3 separate regions of the Mus musculus genome follow, and regions 2 and 3 are each linked to region 1. Evidence: chromatin contacts called from public promoter capture Hi-C data. All regions are on one chromosome and are shown on one strand. Each heading gives the region's core, a stretch centred on a gene start, on an enhancer-like site or on the middle of the called end of the contact. The rest is flanking DNA. Distances are from core to core; before and after follow the strand shown. Region 1 holds the start of Stimate (STIM activating enhancer). Region 2 holds the start of Stab1 (stabilin 1). Region 3 holds the start of Sema3g (sema domain, immunoglobulin domain (Ig), short basic domain, secreted, (semaphorin) 3G).

Region 1 (3,376 bases), core at 573-3,072:
ACACAGATCCTCTGGCTCTCCCTGAACATGAGCTGTAACTGCTGAGTGCTTAGTGTGTAAGGTCCTTCTCGGACTTAAAGGGAATGATGGGACTTTACATTTCCCTTATACGTTCATTTAGTTTCACAATCTTTTTCAATAAAAAAAACTTTAAATAAATTTACATTTCAATAAATTAAATATACATAAGTTAAAATTCAGGTAAATTTACATTTGCTGTGTGCCAAATCTGTGCCAAGAGTGAATCAACACTAGCTCTGCCTTTAGAAAGCTCATACCAGGGGAGAGACCTAGCTGTCTGAACCAACATACATACAGCTGAAAGTGCTGGTGGAGCAGAGCACACAGAAGGTGAAGGTGCAGTGGAGATGGGCAGACAGGTGGCTTGCCGCCTAGGCAGCAGCTCATGGCACAGGGCTAGAGAGTAGTATCCATACCGGTGTGCGAGGAGACGGTAAGAGAAAGGCTGCAGAATTGCATTTCCTATGGATTGCAGAGTCTATATCCCTGTTAAATAAAACAAACAAACTTTGGAAAGCATTTAGTCCTCTTTGATAATTAGAACTTCTTGAGGAAATGTCTTTAAAGTTAGTATTTATTGTTCCAAAAAGATACCTTGATGTAGGTTAGACCTGTACCATGCACATGCCCATTGACATGCAGCAGACAAGTCAGAGCTCTAGGGCACCAGCAAGAGGTGTCTAGAGAGACAGCAGAGATGTCTAGGGGTCTGGGTAGTAAGACAAACTTAAATTGGAGTCTGTGCACACCGGTGGTTTGGAGGTAAAAAAAAAAAAAAAAAGAAAGAAAAGAAACCAGACTGGGTGTGGTGGCATATGCCTTTAGAGAAAGTCGGGCAGATTCTGGGCTACATAATGAGTTCCAGATGCTGTCTCAAAACAAAATCCGTTCTATTTGTAGTTGTATCTCAGAAGTGAACAGAGCAAGGACTTGTGCATGTTGACTTTGCACTTAAACTCACCCTTTTTATAAAGCGAAAAGTGGCTGGATTGAAGTAACCATTTAAAGTGGGGGTGGGGGACAAGTGTAGTGGCACTTAACTGCAGTCCTAGCTACCTCGGAGGCTGAGGTGGAAAGATCATTTTTTTTGTCCAAAGGTTCAGATTAGCCTGGACAATTCAACAAGACCAATCTCAAGCAAAGTAGCAAAACCAGACAGACTGGTGTCACAGACCTACCTATAATTCACTTAGAGTGCGTGAGTGTGAAGATCAGGAGTTCAAGGCCATCATTGTTTCTAGGTCCTTGTTTTAAGTTTGAGGACAGGCAGGGTTAAGAAAGTGCCTGTTTCAAAACAAAACCCCCACAAATTATGTTTGGGAACAGGGATTCACCCTGGAGCTTTGAATAGTGAGTTGAATCCTCTGGCTTTTGACCATGAAAGTAGAACACTCAATCCCTGGCGTGGGAAGAAGACCTCAGACGGCTGAGACTATTGTACTCAATACCGTGCCTTAGCATAATGTTGCCTCAGGTTCTGGACTCCACTTCCGAAGTAGTGAACCGAATCTGAGGGCAGAATGTAGGAGTATTCTTAGGAAATTGTCCAGGGCATTTATAGATTTGCCTTGGAGGGGAAAGGGATTTAGCAACAGACTCCATCACTGTCCCTGACACTGCTCTCATGACCTAGAACACAGGGCTCTGGGGATTCCTTTTACACAGTCTGGCTCACCTGCTCTACCTACCTGCAGAGATTCTCCTCCAGCCCCGCCCCTAGCCCTGGCTAGAGCCCCGCCCCGGAGGGAATCGAAGCCCGCCTCACGCCTGGCTCAACCAATCAAGCTCTACGATCTCGGACGTCGGGTTACGCGCGGCGCGGAGGCGGCCGCGGGCTGAGATACCGGCACCCAGCTCCAGGTCCGGGGTCGCGGCTGGGCAGCGCGACCCGGGCTGCAGCGAGGCCGGCGGCCCCTCGCGCCCTCCCGTCAGGCCGCCATGCAAGGCCCGGGAGGGAACGTGAGCCGCGGATTGCCGAGCGGGCCGGCCTCCACGGTCGCGTCCGGGGCGGGCCGCTGTGAGAGCGGCGCGCTCATGCACAGTTTCGGCATCTTCCTGCAGGGGCTGCTCGGCGTCGTGGCCTTCAGCACATTGATGCGTGAGTCCGGGACCCCAGCCCCTCCCCGTCCCCACGTCGACCGCCGCAGTCCCAGCCCCACCCCGGGGACCCTCCTGCCCTTAGAGTTCCGGCCTGGGCACCGGGCCCTTGGGCTGCGGTGCCTCCCTCTCCCGCGAGACGGTGCTGGTTATTCGAGACTAGAAGGGAGTCCGGGACCCTGGGCTGAGAGCTTTTGGCCAGGAGTGACCCTGCCCCTCACCACCTCCACCTTAGACCTGTCTCTTGTCTGATGTCAGCCTAAATCTGGTCCCCTCCCACTTTGCCGTCGCAAATTAAGGTTACCTCACTTTTCGGTATGGACCGAGATTACCCCCCCCCCCCCATAGCTTCTTCTCAGGGGCTCCTCGTAGCCTTCCTCCCCTTGGCTCTTAGACCCCCACACCCTTAAGTGTCTGCTAGCCTAATGCTGGGCTCCTCTCTGAACCTTCACTCCCAGTGTTTGCCCTCTCTGTTGGGTGTGGGGAGACTCACCCACACCCACCTGTAGTGTTAGGGCAGTGCAGTCGGTGCTCCCACATTGCTGCGCGACCCCCAGCCCTACTCCCTCTATTGTTCAGGGAAGATCCTCTCTGACTGCCGCGGTACCCACATCCCAGCCTCCCTTTTCACCTGTTCAGCTCTGTCCTGAGCTTTCCCAATTAAGTTGTATCTGAAGTTTCCGCTTGCTGTTCTTCCAAACCACGTTTGTTATTTACATTTTTAAATTTCCTCTTTTTTCGTGAAACTCTGACAACCCTCCTGGTTGACTTGATGGAGGAGGCTAGAGGCTCCGGGAAAGTCTCAGAGGCACTTCTTGGGGAGTTTTATAGTAAAGAAGGAAGTCACAGATGGCCCTTGTTGCCCAATGGGGGTTGGAGGAAGGGTCATATTTGCCCTTGGGTTGGGAGGTTGTGCTGTTTCTCTGATGGGCACATACACACACACAGACACTAAAGGATGGAGTTCTCTTGGCACGTAGACCTGAGAGTGTCCCTGTGATGTGTTAGAGAGGAGTTATAACTAAGCTATTATATAGAGGCATTAATTCCAAAACTGACATGTTTTCACAACTGTGCTCTGTGGGCAGAATGGGGAGTTCCAGCAGGATGTAGTCTTCACTGGGGGTGGGGGTGTCCTGCTGCAGCTCTGAATGCAGATGCAGTAGGGTTATCCTTGCTTATTTATAACAAGAGGTTTCTTTGGGCAAACTCGCCCAGGCTTCAAGCGACCCTGGATAGCCCCTGATTCTGACCACTA
Region 2 (3,089 bases), core at 511-3,010, 340 kb after region 1:
AGGGGGTGGGGAGGTGGGGACAAAGCTGGGTGCTAGCCAATGCCCCTGTTTTTGTGCTGTGGCTGTGGATCCCCAGGCTTGTCCTCGACACAAAGTCGTCCCCGGGCAGATGGACGGACACATGCTAAGACCCTCCCACAGGCAGATCTCCTTGCATCTGCTGCCGGAGCCTGCTATGCCAAGTCCTAATGCCACCTGTGCTGGCTGTCGACTCAGGGGTCCTCTCTTCCCTCTGAGGCTACGTTCCTAGCAGCTGCAGCTTGTGTCCCAGGTCATACAGGATGAGGGACTGTGAGGGGAAAGTAAGGACAGCATGGCTACATCCCTACCCACAAGGACCTCAGGACCTCGTCCCTGGCCCAGGCTGGCTGGGCTTCAGTCTCAGAATGACAGACTTAGAACTGTCTGGAACTACAGCAGGTCTCGGAGCTGAGATTTCTCACTGACCTCTGTCCCCATTGCCCAGGACACGGGTGGCAAGGTGCTTTTCCAGCTTGGCACAACCTGGATCTTGTGGTTTTCCATCATGTTTATCCTGATGTCCCACCTGCTCCACCCAGCCCTGGCCTGGCCATGAAATCCCCTTCCCACGGGACCAAGCCCCCATGGCTGCCTGGTGGTGGATCCCCTCTCTCTGCCACGGGAGCCTCGGAAGCTGCCTAAGATGAAGGTGAACTCGGTTTCACGAGGGAAGCTCCTTTGCCCAGATACAGATCCAAAACTCAGTCTCCACACTTGTGGGAAGCTCTCCCCAAAGCTCACGCAGCAATTCTGAGCTGGGGAGACCTAGGGACAGGCCCTCTTGGCCTCCGGAGCCATGCTACAACCACTCACGAGGCCCTGTGTTCTCAGCACACTGGGTGGGGAATGGCAGTCCTGAGTAAGAATCGCAGGCTGTGGTCCCAACTATGGCTCCAGAGGGAACAGCTTGCGGCTCTCCTCCTCGGGCCTGGGATTTCGAACAGGAGAAACAAACAAGCTTGCTAAAGACTATAAAGACTGAAGGGGCCACGTTCAGGGGCCTCTCTGAGACTTAAGAACATTGTTGTTGGTTGCTGTCTGTCCAATGGATCTCGTCTGTTCCACACAGGCTTGGGGCTGGCCACGGGCATATTGGTGGCCAAGTTCTGATTGAGCCCCTTGGTTTATAGTTCCCGGAGGATAGGTAACGATCACATTTAAAAGCCCCAGGTGAGGGCCGCATAGACTATGGTCTCAGTCTGGGAAAGAAGGCCAGGAGGATGGGGCTGGCTCTGTCCCTGTTCACTCATAAGCTAGGCAACCCAGGATGACTGCCCAGAGTACATGACCAGCTAGCCCGACAGAGTTAGAGGGGAAAAATTGCTGAAGCCTTTAAGCTTCAGGTAGAACAGCCGTAGACTTCAGCCTGGGGAGGTGGAACAATAGTCTGGGTCCCTGGGCCCCCAGGGAGCTCAGACAGGTACCAGCTGCTTTGATACCCCCACCCCAACACATCCATACACAAACTATCATGGTCCCTCCCTGTTCCCTGACCCTGGCTCCCACTCACCGTCTGCCCTCGGATGAAGCTGGAGTCTGACAGGCAGAGGACCAGGACACAGAGCAGAAGGAGGGTTCGGGGCTCTGCCATAGCAGGCAGGTCTGCTGTCTGAGACAAAAGTAGTGTGGGGACAGTGATTGCAGCAGCGGCAGGCAGCGAGTGAACTCCAAGAGGCAGGCATGAGGAAGGAGGCAGGACAGGGTGGGTGAGCAGCCGCTTTAAAAGCTATCCGTCAGCTCACCCCCACAGGAACCCACCAGGATTTCCTCCTGCGTATCAGCAGCCTGCAGGCGGAAGGGAAGACGCTGGCCAGTGACCCCCACATGGACGACCTGGGCCCTGTTCAGGGCTTCCTGGCCCAGGACGCTGCTCCCTGGCACCATAGTCTAGAGGTCCAGACCCACCATTAGCCACCTGCCTGGGGTCTAGGGGAGATTCTAAAGCAAATTTAAGCACCAATAAATAATTTTCCCTGCATCTGTCAAGCTGGCTTTTTCATTCAGAAGCTTCGGGGTTCTGGTGCCTAGGAGGTTGTTGGACAGCCCCTGGGCTGGCTGGCCCCCAGGTGAGCTGCCTCAGTCTTTCCGTCAGACACCAGTAGAGGTGGAAACACCATGCTAGCCCCTCAGACTGGTCTCCCCTACCAGCCTCATGGCCTTCCTGAGCCCACCCCTAACTCTGCAGCCACAGCCCAGGTTCCATTGCACTTCAGTCCTCTATGCTTGTGGTGGGTGGGTGGGTGTCTGTGACGTCCCTCACTTGGCCCTGAAGTCTGTAGTGACTGGGTAGAGCCACCGAGCACAGTCTGGGGGGTTCCTTTAATCTTTTAGGGACCTCCACTCAGGCAAACCCAGGATTCATGGATTCAAAGCAGGAAAGAATTCAGAACTGGCGGGTATGAAATAAAACTGAGGTTTCATTAAAAATAGTGTTTAAAAAAAAAAAAACCACACCCAAGAACATGTGTGCAGATCTCTCAGTCACCATTTAATAAGACTTAAGGGTTTTGTTGCTGGGCTTGTTGCTGTTGTTAGTGTTGTTGTTTTGTTTGTTGTTGTTTTTTCGAGACAGGGTTTCTCTGTGTAGCCCTGGCTGTCCTGGAACTCACTCTGTAGACCAGGTTGGCCTTGAACTCAAGAAATCCACCTGCCTCTGCCTTCTAAGTGCTGTGATTAAAGATGTGCATCACCACCGCCCATATCTATTTATTTACATCTCAAATGCTGCCTGGTCCCCCTCACAGAATCCCTCCCCGTCCCACTTCCCCTTTTCCTCTGAGAGCATGGGGCCCTCCTGGGACATCAAGTCTCTGCAAGATAAGGTGCATCTTTTCCCACCGAGGCTGGACAAGGCTGCCCTATTGGGGAAGAAACTCTCAGTCAGGCTACAGCTTTAGGGAGGGCCTCTGCCCCTTTGCTGGACTCTTTCCTTCCCACGTGTCCGTACATTTTCCCTTTCTACTTTGCTTCTTTTTGTTTTTTCGAGACAGGGTTTCTCTGTGTAGACCAGGCTGGCCTTGAACTCAGAAATTCGCCTGCCTCTGCCTCCTAAGTGCTGGGATTAAAGG
Region 3 (3,583 bases), core at 254-2,753, 390 kb after region 1:
ACCACCACCACCACCACCATATTAGTGTTCTAGGGTCCAGGGGCACAGGGAGGTGAAGTTACGAGCCATAGGTCCTTCTTGAGCTGAGCCAAGGAATAATCTGTTTTCTTTCTAGAGAAGAGATAGGGAGGGGAGGTAAGGTCCCAGAACACTAGCCCTCCAGGAGGCCCAGAAGCAGAGGAGGGTTCCAGGGCGGAGCTGAACCTGTTCTCAGCCGTCTGTGGTCTGAGCCATGACTCTCTCTGAAAGGTTGGTGGGGAGCATCCTGCTTCCCCCCTTCTGAGGTCTCAGGCCATTCCATCTGGGAGGCCTACCCTATGGGTGTTTCTAGAACCCTGGGAGCTGAAAGGAGAGTTCAGGGCAGGGTGAGGTGAGAGGTGGGGTCAGCAGGTCCAGAAACTGCTCTGAAAGTGTGTGTGTGTGTGGGGGGGGTGTCCCACTTACCCAGATTCAGGGCCTTGGTGCATCTTCCCCTTGGCTCCTTTTAATGCACTCCACACCAGAGTTTAGGGCAGAACTGTGATCCCTGTAGAGCCCATGGGCTTGGGAGGAACTCACCACGGACCTATTGTGCTCTGGCCCCTGGGCCTCCAAAGCACTGGGGCCTGGAGGAAGCAAGACAATAGAAGTTCTCCTAAGCATGGAATAAAAGCATGGAATAAAACTTACCCCTTACCTCAGAGCAAGCCTGCTGAACTGAGATAGAGCCCTGTGGATTCAGAGAGGGGCTGTGGAGCCTGGGGAGGTCTGGGTGGGAGCCTTAGGTCAGTGGTTCTCAACCTTCCTAACGCTGCAACCCTTTAGTACAGTTCCTCATGTTGTGATGATTCTCCAACCATAAAATTATTTTCATTGCTACCTCATAACTGCCATTTTGTTAGCGTTATGAATTGTAATGTACATCTCCGTGGTTTCAGATGATCTTAGGCGACTCCTGTGAAAAGCCCATTTGACCCTCAAAGGGGCCGTGACCCACAGGCTGAGAACCATTGCCTCCGTTTCTTACCAGTGCCAGACCTATGATGTATGGCTGGACCTTAAGCCCTACCAGCATGAAGTTGAAGTGAATCCTCTACCCACACAGCAGCTTAGGCACAGGGGAGAGCTTGGCAGTCAGGTCAAGGATACCTGGCTGGCTCAGGACTAGTGATGCCTCTCTGGAGAGGCAGGGAGTAAAGCCAGACCCCCACCTGATTCCTGACCTCTCTCTCAGGTTATCCCTTCCCCTTGCTGCTTTGTTGGAGCCTAGGCACTTGCATTTGTGAGTGTCTGTCATTCAAACTGTCCACACCTCAGCTGGGTCAGAGTCTCCCAAGGGGGAGCAGGCCAGTTAGCTGCACGGGCATTGAGCGGGCCGGCCGGCTGAGGTGGCCGGAGAAACTGCAGGTAGATGGCAGGCTTGGAGCACTTCGCTCTTCCTCTCCCGCCTTCCCGCCCAGCACTGGGTGGAGCCACTGCCTTATAAGTGGCTGGCCTGGTGGCAGCAGAGCAAACTACATCCAGCAGCAGGATCAGAGGGCAGCTCATTTTTTTTTCCCAGCATGGACCCATCTGCGTGGGCCATCTGCTGCCTCCTGGGGAGCCTTCTGTTCCATGTGGGCATCCCCAGCCCTGGTCCCAGCCCCAGTGTGCCTCGTCTGCGGCTCTCCTACAGAGGTACTGGCCAGTGCTGTCCTGTTTGTGTGCATGCTGTGAATGTCTGTGAATGTCCGTGGCTCTAGGACATCCTTTAATCAGCCAGCAGCAGCATGGGTAAGGTTTCCTGGTCAGACCCTGAATGATGCTAGGGATGACTGTGGGCAGGAAAGGTAGACACATCCTGAGAGCCATGGCCAAAGTGGAAGACTAATACAAGGGGGAAACTGAGGAGACTGCTACAAAGGAAGGGTGGGAGATGGAAACAAGGAAGGGGGACGGAGGTACAGAGCAGAGGGAGGGTATAAAGAGGGTCTGGGCAGACATCAAGGGAGTGGGTAGAAGTCTGTCCTTCTGGTCCTGAGCCACAAGGAAAGGAGGAGCCTCTCCCACCTCTTGTAGCCTGTCCTGACTTATCATCATCCACGCTCACTTGACCATCCTCTCTCCATCTATAGTCCAGGAGAGTCTCAGCTTTCCTCTGCCATCTTCTCTCGGTGTCTCTGTCTCTGTCTCTGTCTCTCTGTCTCTGTTTCTCTCTGTCTCTCTCTCTGTCTCTCTCTCTGTCTCTGTCTCTCTCTCTCTCTCTCTCTCTCTCTCTCTCTCTCTCTCTCTCTCTCTCTGTGTGTGTGTGTGTGTGTGTGTGTGTAGAAGTGGTTCTCCGCTCTAGCCTAGCTGTGTGGTTCTGCCTTTTTTGATGGTCTGAGACAAATAAAACTAGGATTTAATTATAGATTCTTCTTCAACAAAAATGTATGGCAGCTATGTATCTGTGTGTCTATGTATGTATGTATGTATGTATGTATGTATGTATGTATCTATCTATCTATCTATCTATCTATCTATGTATCTATGTATCTGAGTGAGGGATGTGAGAGTGTTTTGTCTAGGTGCACATGTGCCACAGTGCATGCTGTACATGTGTATAGGTCAGAAGACAACTTGCAGGAACTGGTTCTCTCTACCATGTGAGGCTCTGGGGGTCAAACTCAGGTTGTCAGGTTTGGCAAGTACCTTTACCCACTGAGCCATCTCAGAAGCCCCGCAGATTTTTCCTGGGGGAGAGGAATCATCTTCTCTGGGGAACAGCAGTCAGAAGGGGGATGGCACAAGCTTGCTGTGGAGACCATGTGGGTAAAGGGCTCTTTGTTCGGGGAGCTGTGGCTTTGAGGGACAATCAGGCTACTCTGAGAGGGAAGTCTCAGAGTCTATATTAATCAAGCAGGGTATCCTGAAGAGGCCACCAGTGAGTTTGAGGATGGAGTGTGGTGCCTGAGGAGTTCTGGACAAAGGTTACTCTGGGCCTTCCCAAGTGGGGCAGGCAGCCCCTTCTGGACAACTCTGCCAGTCCTTTGCTGGGGCCTTGCTTCCACCTCCCCAAGCAGAAGCAAGGAACTATATCAAAACTCTTGGGGCTCTGATCCTTCCATCTTTGGGGTCAGCTGATAGGGCAGTGTGTACAAGGGAGAATGTCATTTGTCCACAGCTCTGAGGCTGGAGTTCTGTCAGGCCATGCCTGGTCTGCCCTGTGTCTTGGTGTGCCCCCCGCTGAGGAATGTTCCCCTGGCCTCCCCTCTCCCCATTGGCTCCAGTCTTTTGCGTGTTCACACTCTTCCACCTTCTTCCTGGCTCTCCCAGCTCTTGTCCAGGCTCTTTGATGTAATTGCTGTCAGTGGGGCTTTCTTCCCTGGTTACTTAGCAAAGATACTGAGATACAAGGATCCAAGCACTTAGATAGGATACTGGGGAGTTGTCAGATGAAAGACCAAGGGTCTGAAGAATGGAGGACAGGGGACCATTAGGATGTGGCGTGGTGGCAGAATGCTTGGATGCTGAGCATGATGGAGGGTAACCCTAAGTTTAATCTCCAGGTCAACTAAAAAACAAAACAAACAAAAAGACTAGAGAGATGGCTCAATGGTTAAGAGCACTGTCTGCTCTTCCAGAG

Evidence for each region. Promoter capture Hi-C pulls out the DNA fragments that hold promoters and counts their contacts.
Region 2: a contact with region 1 is called in a promoter capture Hi-C map of liver, with 1.6 times the contacts expected there. The contact joins the promoter of Stab1 here to the promoter of Stimate in region 1. A contact is called at or near these places in 4 of 39 promoter capture datasets (cranial neural crest, liver and second pharyngeal arch cranial neural crest) and 2 of 9 other capture datasets (adipose tissue and pancreatic islet).
Region 3: a promoter capture Hi-C map of cranial neural crest shows a contact between it and region 1. The contact joins the promoter of Sema3g here to the promoter of Stimate in region 1. A contact is called at or near these places in 2 of 39 promoter capture datasets (cranial neural crest and liver).

The regions. Positions count from the first base shown.
Region 1 is chr14:30,823,772-30,827,147 of GRCm38.p6, forward strand. Stimate (STIM activating enhancer) reads left to right here and starts at 1,823. Exons shown (of 8, transcript NM_028839.4): 1 at 1,823-2,119. The coding sequence starts at 1,960.
Region 2 is chr14:31,166,881-31,169,969 of GRCm38.p6, forward strand. It overlaps Stab1 (stabilin 1), which reads right to left and starts at 1,761. Exons shown (of 69, transcript NM_138672.2): 1 at 1,532-1,761. The coding sequence starts at 1,612.
Region 3 is chr14:31,216,370-31,219,952 of GRCm38.p6, forward strand. Sema3g (sema domain, immunoglobulin domain (Ig), short basic domain, secreted, (semaphorin) 3G) reads left to right here and starts at 1,504. Exons shown (of 16, transcript NM_001025379.1): 1 at 1,504-1,656. The coding sequence starts at 1,542.